2 separate regions of the Mus musculus genome follow, and region 2 is linked to region 1. The links are chromatin contacts, called in public HiChIP or PLAC-seq maps. All regions are on one chromosome and are shown on one strand. Each heading gives the region's core, a stretch centred on a gene start, on an enhancer-like site or on the middle of the called end of the contact. The rest is flanking DNA. Distances are from core to core; before and after follow the strand shown. Region 1 overlaps Ralb (v-ral simian leukemia viral oncogene B). Region 2 holds the start of Tmem185b (transmembrane protein 185B).

Region 1 (2,700 bases), core at 139-2,638:
ATCTGTGTGGAGACAGGCTCTCTCGGAACCAGGAACTTGTCATGTAGACTGGACTAGCTGGCCACTGAGGCCGAGCTCCACCAGTCTGCCTCTCTAAGCCCTGAGATTCACAAGCATGCACCCCCCACCCCAACTGGCTTTCTCCTTTCAAATTCAGGTCCTCCAGCTTACAGGGCAAGCACTTTCCTGCCTCAGCCCCCGGTTCTGAATTTTGCAATGATGTGTTTTAATGAGCTTTTCTTTGTTGTAACAAAGTATTTGGCAAAAATCAAACATAAAGAGGGAAGGTGCAGCAGCCTGAGGCCAGCCTCGAAGTGAGTTCCAGGATGGTCAGGGCTACACAGGGAAACCCTTCTCTAAAACAGCAACAACAACAACAACAATAAACAAACAAACAAACAACAAAGAAGGAGGAGGAAGAGGAGGAAAGATTAGTTTGGATCATGGACCCAGAAGCTCATGGTTGCTTAGGCCTTTGCTTTGAGTCTGAGGTGAGAGGCTGGACGACATGGAGGAGAGTGGGAAGCAAGCAGAGAGGTCCAGTGCCTGTCAGCAGGGAAGCTGTCTCTCTGTCTCTCTCTGTCTCTCTCTCTCTGACTCTCTCTGTCTCTCTCTCTCTGACTCTCTCTGTCTCTCTCTCTCTGACTCTCTCTGTCTCTCTCTCTCTGACTCTCTCTGTCTCTCTCTCTCTGACTCTCTCTGTCTCTCTCTCTCTCTGACTCTCTCTGTCTCTCTCTCTGACTCTCTCTGTCTCTCTCTCTGTGTCTCTGTCTCTTTCTCTCTGTCTCTGTCTCTCTATCTCTCCGTCTCTTTCTCTCTTTCTCTCTCTGTCTCTCTCTCTGACTCTCTCTGTCTCTCTCTCTCTGACTCTCTCTGTCTCTCTCTCTGACTCTCTCTGTCTCTCTCTCTCTCTGACTCTCTCTGTCTCTCTCTCTGACTCTCTCTGTCTCTCTCTCTGACTCTCTCTGTCTCTCTCTCTGTCTCTCTCTGTCTCTGTCTCTTTCTCTCTGTCTCTGTCTCTCTATCTCTCCGTCTCTTTCTCTCTCTGTCTCTCTCTCTCTGTGCACACGTGTGCATTCCTGTGTGTATGTGTGTGTGCACTTTTGCATGTCTTGTTTCTGTCTGTCTGTGTTCTCATTTAGATACATTCTAAGGTTCTCACATTCTCCAGTCATTTCCTGGCTCTTTTGTACAGTCAGATAATAGGGTGGGGTGTTTTCTGTTTGTTTGTTTGTTTTGTTTTTTGTTTGTTTGTTTGTTTTAAGGCAAAGGCTGTGTCTCTGGAATGGTTACCTGCAAAAGAAAAAGCAAAATGAGCCACAGTAAATGGTCTGTGTGTGACCCAAACAGGGATCAGATTTCATCTTTCGGGCCAGCCCAGGGGTGGGTATGTCTGGAGTGACTGAGTGACAGTTGGCTGTCTTAGGTCCTTCCCTAATCCTAGCAGGTCAGCTGCAGCTATGGCCTAAGTGGGAACATCAACTTTCCTTACTTCTGATTTGCACTTAAACAACAGCAACAACAACTAGATCTCATGTCTGGAGAGAAGACAGAGAGGTTACATAGCATGGACTCTCCGCACCTGTATTGGGGGCTCCCAACTGCCTGTAACTCCAGCTGCAGGGGATCAGATGCACTGCGCCTGTGCGCACGCGCGAACACACACACACACACACACACACACACACACACACACACACTCCCGCGTAATTTAAAGGGGGCTGGGGGTGGGGGTAGGGGAAGGCCGGGTCTCATGCTTCTATTTCTGGCCTCAAGCTCCCTATGCAGCTGAGGAAACTTCTGGTTTTACATTTGCCTCCACACAAGGTTTATGTGATGGTGCAGGGGATCAAACCTAGAATGCCGGGCTGGCGCTGTATGGACTGAGCCACATCGTAGTCCCTGTTATTTTTGAACTTGAAACAAAACAAAGGTTTTGTTCTTCAGTGGTTATCATTGGCAAGGAAATCGACTTTATTTAAAATGAAAACAGACAAACAACAGCAGTAAATGGTCCTAGGCTTATTCGGTAAATGTCTGCCTTACAGGCATGAGGAGCTGAGCGCAGATCTCCGGAATTCATGAAAAGCCAGGGAGGGCTGTGTGCACCTGGGACCCCAGCACTAGGGAATGCAGACACAGGCAGAATTCTGACGTTCATTCCAGGTTCCTCAGGAAACCCTGCCTCAAAAAAATAAAGGGGGCTCCGGGGAGATGGCTTCCTGCTGAGACTGTACCAGAGTTTGATTCTGCAACCCATGTGGTCGAAAGAGAGAACCATCTCCTACAGGCTGCTCTCTCATTTCCACACATGTGCTATGACATGGATGTTCACACATGCGCACGCGCGCATACACACACACACACACACACACACAGGATGTAAGTTATTGGAATTAAAATAAATTAAAAGTAAAGGTGGCAAATGACTGAGGAAAGAGAGCCAGAGTTTACTCCTTCATGGATGTGTGTGTGTGTCTGTGCGCATCCTACACTATAAGGTACATACAGCACATGCACATACATGCCAAACGTGCATACTAAAACCATATATCTGTGTAGTGCATAATTTGGTTGTCTGCATGTGTTTGAAAGGACCCTGCCCCCAGCCTGGACAAATGTTGGTTTATTTACATCAAGTTCACAGAAACAGGGTTGGCGGTGAGAAATTGTGGGCCTTTGTGTGGTGTGGGTTCCAAC
Region 2 (2,700 bases), core at 181-2,680, 38 kb before region 1:
GAAAGGCCCAGCCTGTGAGTTTAGTCTGGCATATCAATGTTTAACTTGGGAGGTGGAGGCACATATTTCCCAGGGCTCTGTGTTATAACTACCCGCGCCTTCTTTCCAAACATTGGAGCAATTTTCGGAGCTTCTGACACCGATGCGTCTTCAGCATCTTCACTGTCTTCGTGATGGAGATCGTAAGAGATATTTCCATATTCTCTTAAAAACGGAAAAACTTCTAGTAGAAACTGACAGAAATCCCTGCGAATCCCAAACCACCAATGATTGCCCCCTTTCCGCCTGAACGTTGTAGCCATCAAAGTCAGTAATGAGAGCCAAAGCGGGATGAAAATGGAAATGTAAGAGAACGTATTGTGGTCATCCAGTCTGTGAACTAGCAGGACCTCAAAAATGAGCAGGGGCACGACAATGGTGATCCAGCTGATGGCCATGGTCACATGTGTTCTTCGCTGCTCTGCAACCACATCCAGGGACCGCAGGAATAGGAGGGACCACACGATGTAATAGAGAACTACCAGGCAGAGGAATGACATGAGGATCCACAGGGGCACGAACACCACTAGCCACGGCCAGTGGATAATCCTGTCCAGCCTCAGGGCGATGAAGATGAACTGCAGGATGTTGACAGAGCACAGGATCTCCAGTTCCAAAGACCTGTCGTGTCGGAAGCCCCAGACACAGGCGGCCACGGACACAGGGGAAACGAAGAAGAGTGGCATGAAGACCAGCAGCCAAAAGTGGGTGCCCCTCTCCACCCTGTCGCAGACTAGTATCTCAAACATGAGTAGTAGCAGGTGGATGCCCACGGCGATAAGCATGGCTTTGAATTCCACGCAGGCTTCCCCCTCTGTACGGTAGCGTGGGTTGCGGGCCCACACGCCCGCACCCACCGAGGCGCCCACGATGACCAGGAGCTTCCACAGCCAGATGGGGGCGAAGACTGCCCAGTAGCTCCACTGGATGATGCCGTCCAGGCGCAGGGGCAGCAGCACGGAGAAGAGTAGCAAGCAGGCATAAATGAGGAACTTACTGGGGTTGAAGTCCTGGAACAGGCCCCTGGGGTTCATGGCGAAGGCTGTACTGCCTCTAGATGGGCATCCGCCCGCTGCGTGTTAGAGGCTCCAGACCGCAGCTCCGAGGGGCCGGAACACGTGCGAGCAGTCACGTGGCCCGGCCGGAAGCGAGCCGAGGGCACAGCGTGCGCTGGCCGCGAACGGTACGGTGCCTACGCCGGGGACACTGCCCCAACCCCGTAGCTCAGGCTTCAGTGGATGCTCACGCCGTCTGCCTTCATTTCGCAGCCACGAGGCCGACGCCGCGTTGCGTGCGGAGTCGGATGGGACCTGGCGCGCTGCGGACTCGGCGACCCGCAGACCCGCTGCCTGTGAGCTGGCCGAGACCTTCGGAGGACGCTTCCTGGAGGAGGCCGGAACATGGAGGAGGGAGTGAGCTCACATCCTCCCGGCAGGCTCGGGGGCGGGGCCCGGGACGGGGCGGGGTCGGAGAGCGGTGGGAGCAGAGCTGGGCGGAGGGCAGGGCGAGCCGGTCCCCGCAGGGGTTTGGGGTCTTTCCGAGTGGGGAGGGCAAGAGCAGCGCGTTGTCTGGCCCCGGAGCCTGGGGGTGCACGGGCAAAGGCGGGTGGCGGGCGAGCGAAGGGAGTCTGAGAGCGCGCCGGTAACTGTGACTGCCCAGCACGGATGGAAGGACGCGCGAGGAGCAGTGGCTTTGACCCTGGGTTCGGCGCGAAGGCCGGGGGGGGGGGGGGGTGCAGGCAGTCAACGGGTTAGGGCTCTGCCCAGGGCAAAACTCCACAGAGCCACTAGCGATTCTCAGGCTGCCCCTAAAAGGTGGTGCGGAGCGCCTAGGTGCTTACCAATACTCTTCTGCCCTTTGTCACCTGGTGGAGGGGTACCTGGGAGGGTGCCCCACCAGGCCAGAAACAGCTCCCTGAGGGAGCAAGTGAAGAAACTGGACCCAGAGAAGGCCTGGTTAGCGGCAGAATTAGGGCTTGGATTTAGGGCTCCCAACCTTGAGTCTCATTTTCATTTATCAGACACTGCATGAGTCTGATTCTTTTAGAACTATGTTAGGAAAAGGTGCAAGGGTCAAGAAATTTTGGTTGTACCCCAGACCCTGCCAGCCACCGGCTGAAAAGGGAAGCAAATCCATCCCAACCCACCCCCTCTCTGATAAGCTGCAATGGGTTTGTGGTTTAGATACTATTTTTTTCTGACCTGCTGGGCAGAACTAAAGGGTTCTTTCCTCCCTTCTCTGACCCTTGCTCAGCAGAGCCCTGGTTGCTAGTCCTTGCTTTTCAGCCCCGGGGCCTCGCCCTTCAGGTTCCCTGAAGTGGGATAAAAATGCATGAAAGTCTTAGGCCATTAGAGGAAAATGAGGGGGTGGAAATGGATGGCTGCCAATCTCTGCAGTTGGAGTATAGGGCTCCCAGGGGGAAGCAGAGAACCTTCACGGACGCTACTGCCTCTTCTTTCAGCCCTTCCAGAGAAAAGTGGGGACAGCTGCTAAGCCCCAGGCTTTCCTCATTCATGATGGGCACCAAGGAGTTGCATAAGGGTTGCTGGAGATTAGTGCCAGACGGCAGAGTGCCCCCCAAGCCCAGAAATTGCAACAGGTGAACCAGTGTCCAGGCCCTCTGTTTCTACAGAGCCGATTGGAGTGATGGCCCCTACTGGG

Evidence for each region. HiChIP or PLAC-seq counts read pairs in DNA pulled down with a chosen protein or histone mark.
Region 2: an H3K4me3 HiChIP or PLAC-seq map of microglia shows a contact between it and region 1, with 4 times the contacts expected there. The contact joins the promoter of Tmem185b here to the enhancer-like site in region 1. A contact is called at or near these places in 1 of 39 promoter capture datasets (macrophages), 1 of 15 datasets of contacts at CTCF or cohesin (embryonic stem cells), 59 of 484 Hi-C or Micro-C datasets (8-cell embryo, the AML12 cell line, the Ba/F3 cell line and 32 more), 11 of 115 datasets of contacts at active chromatin or transcription factors (the HPC-7 cell line, bone marrow-derived macrophages, double positive thymocytes and 4 more) and 5 of 9 other capture datasets (adipose tissue, embryonic stem cells, liver and 2 more).

Annotation. Positions count from the first base shown.
Region 1 is chr1:119,487,074-119,489,773 of GRCm38.p6, reverse strand. The region is part of intron 1 of Ralb (v-ral simian leukemia viral oncogene B); the gene reads left to right. Among named protein-coding and RNA genes, the nearest start is that of Ralb, 16 kb to the left of the region's middle. Within about 2 kb of position 1,388, at least 20 of the 459 cell types and tissues checked have an H3K27ac peak or open chromatin away from gene starts, as enhancers often do. A contact at or near this core is called in double positive thymocytes, microglia and pre-pro-B cells, where this site is marked.
Region 2 is chr1:119,524,884-119,527,583 of GRCm38.p6, reverse strand. It overlaps Tmem185b (transmembrane protein 185B), which reads right to left and starts at 1,430. Exons shown (of 1, transcript NM_146103.2): 1 at 1-1,430. The coding sequence starts at 1,073. The coding sequence ends at 21.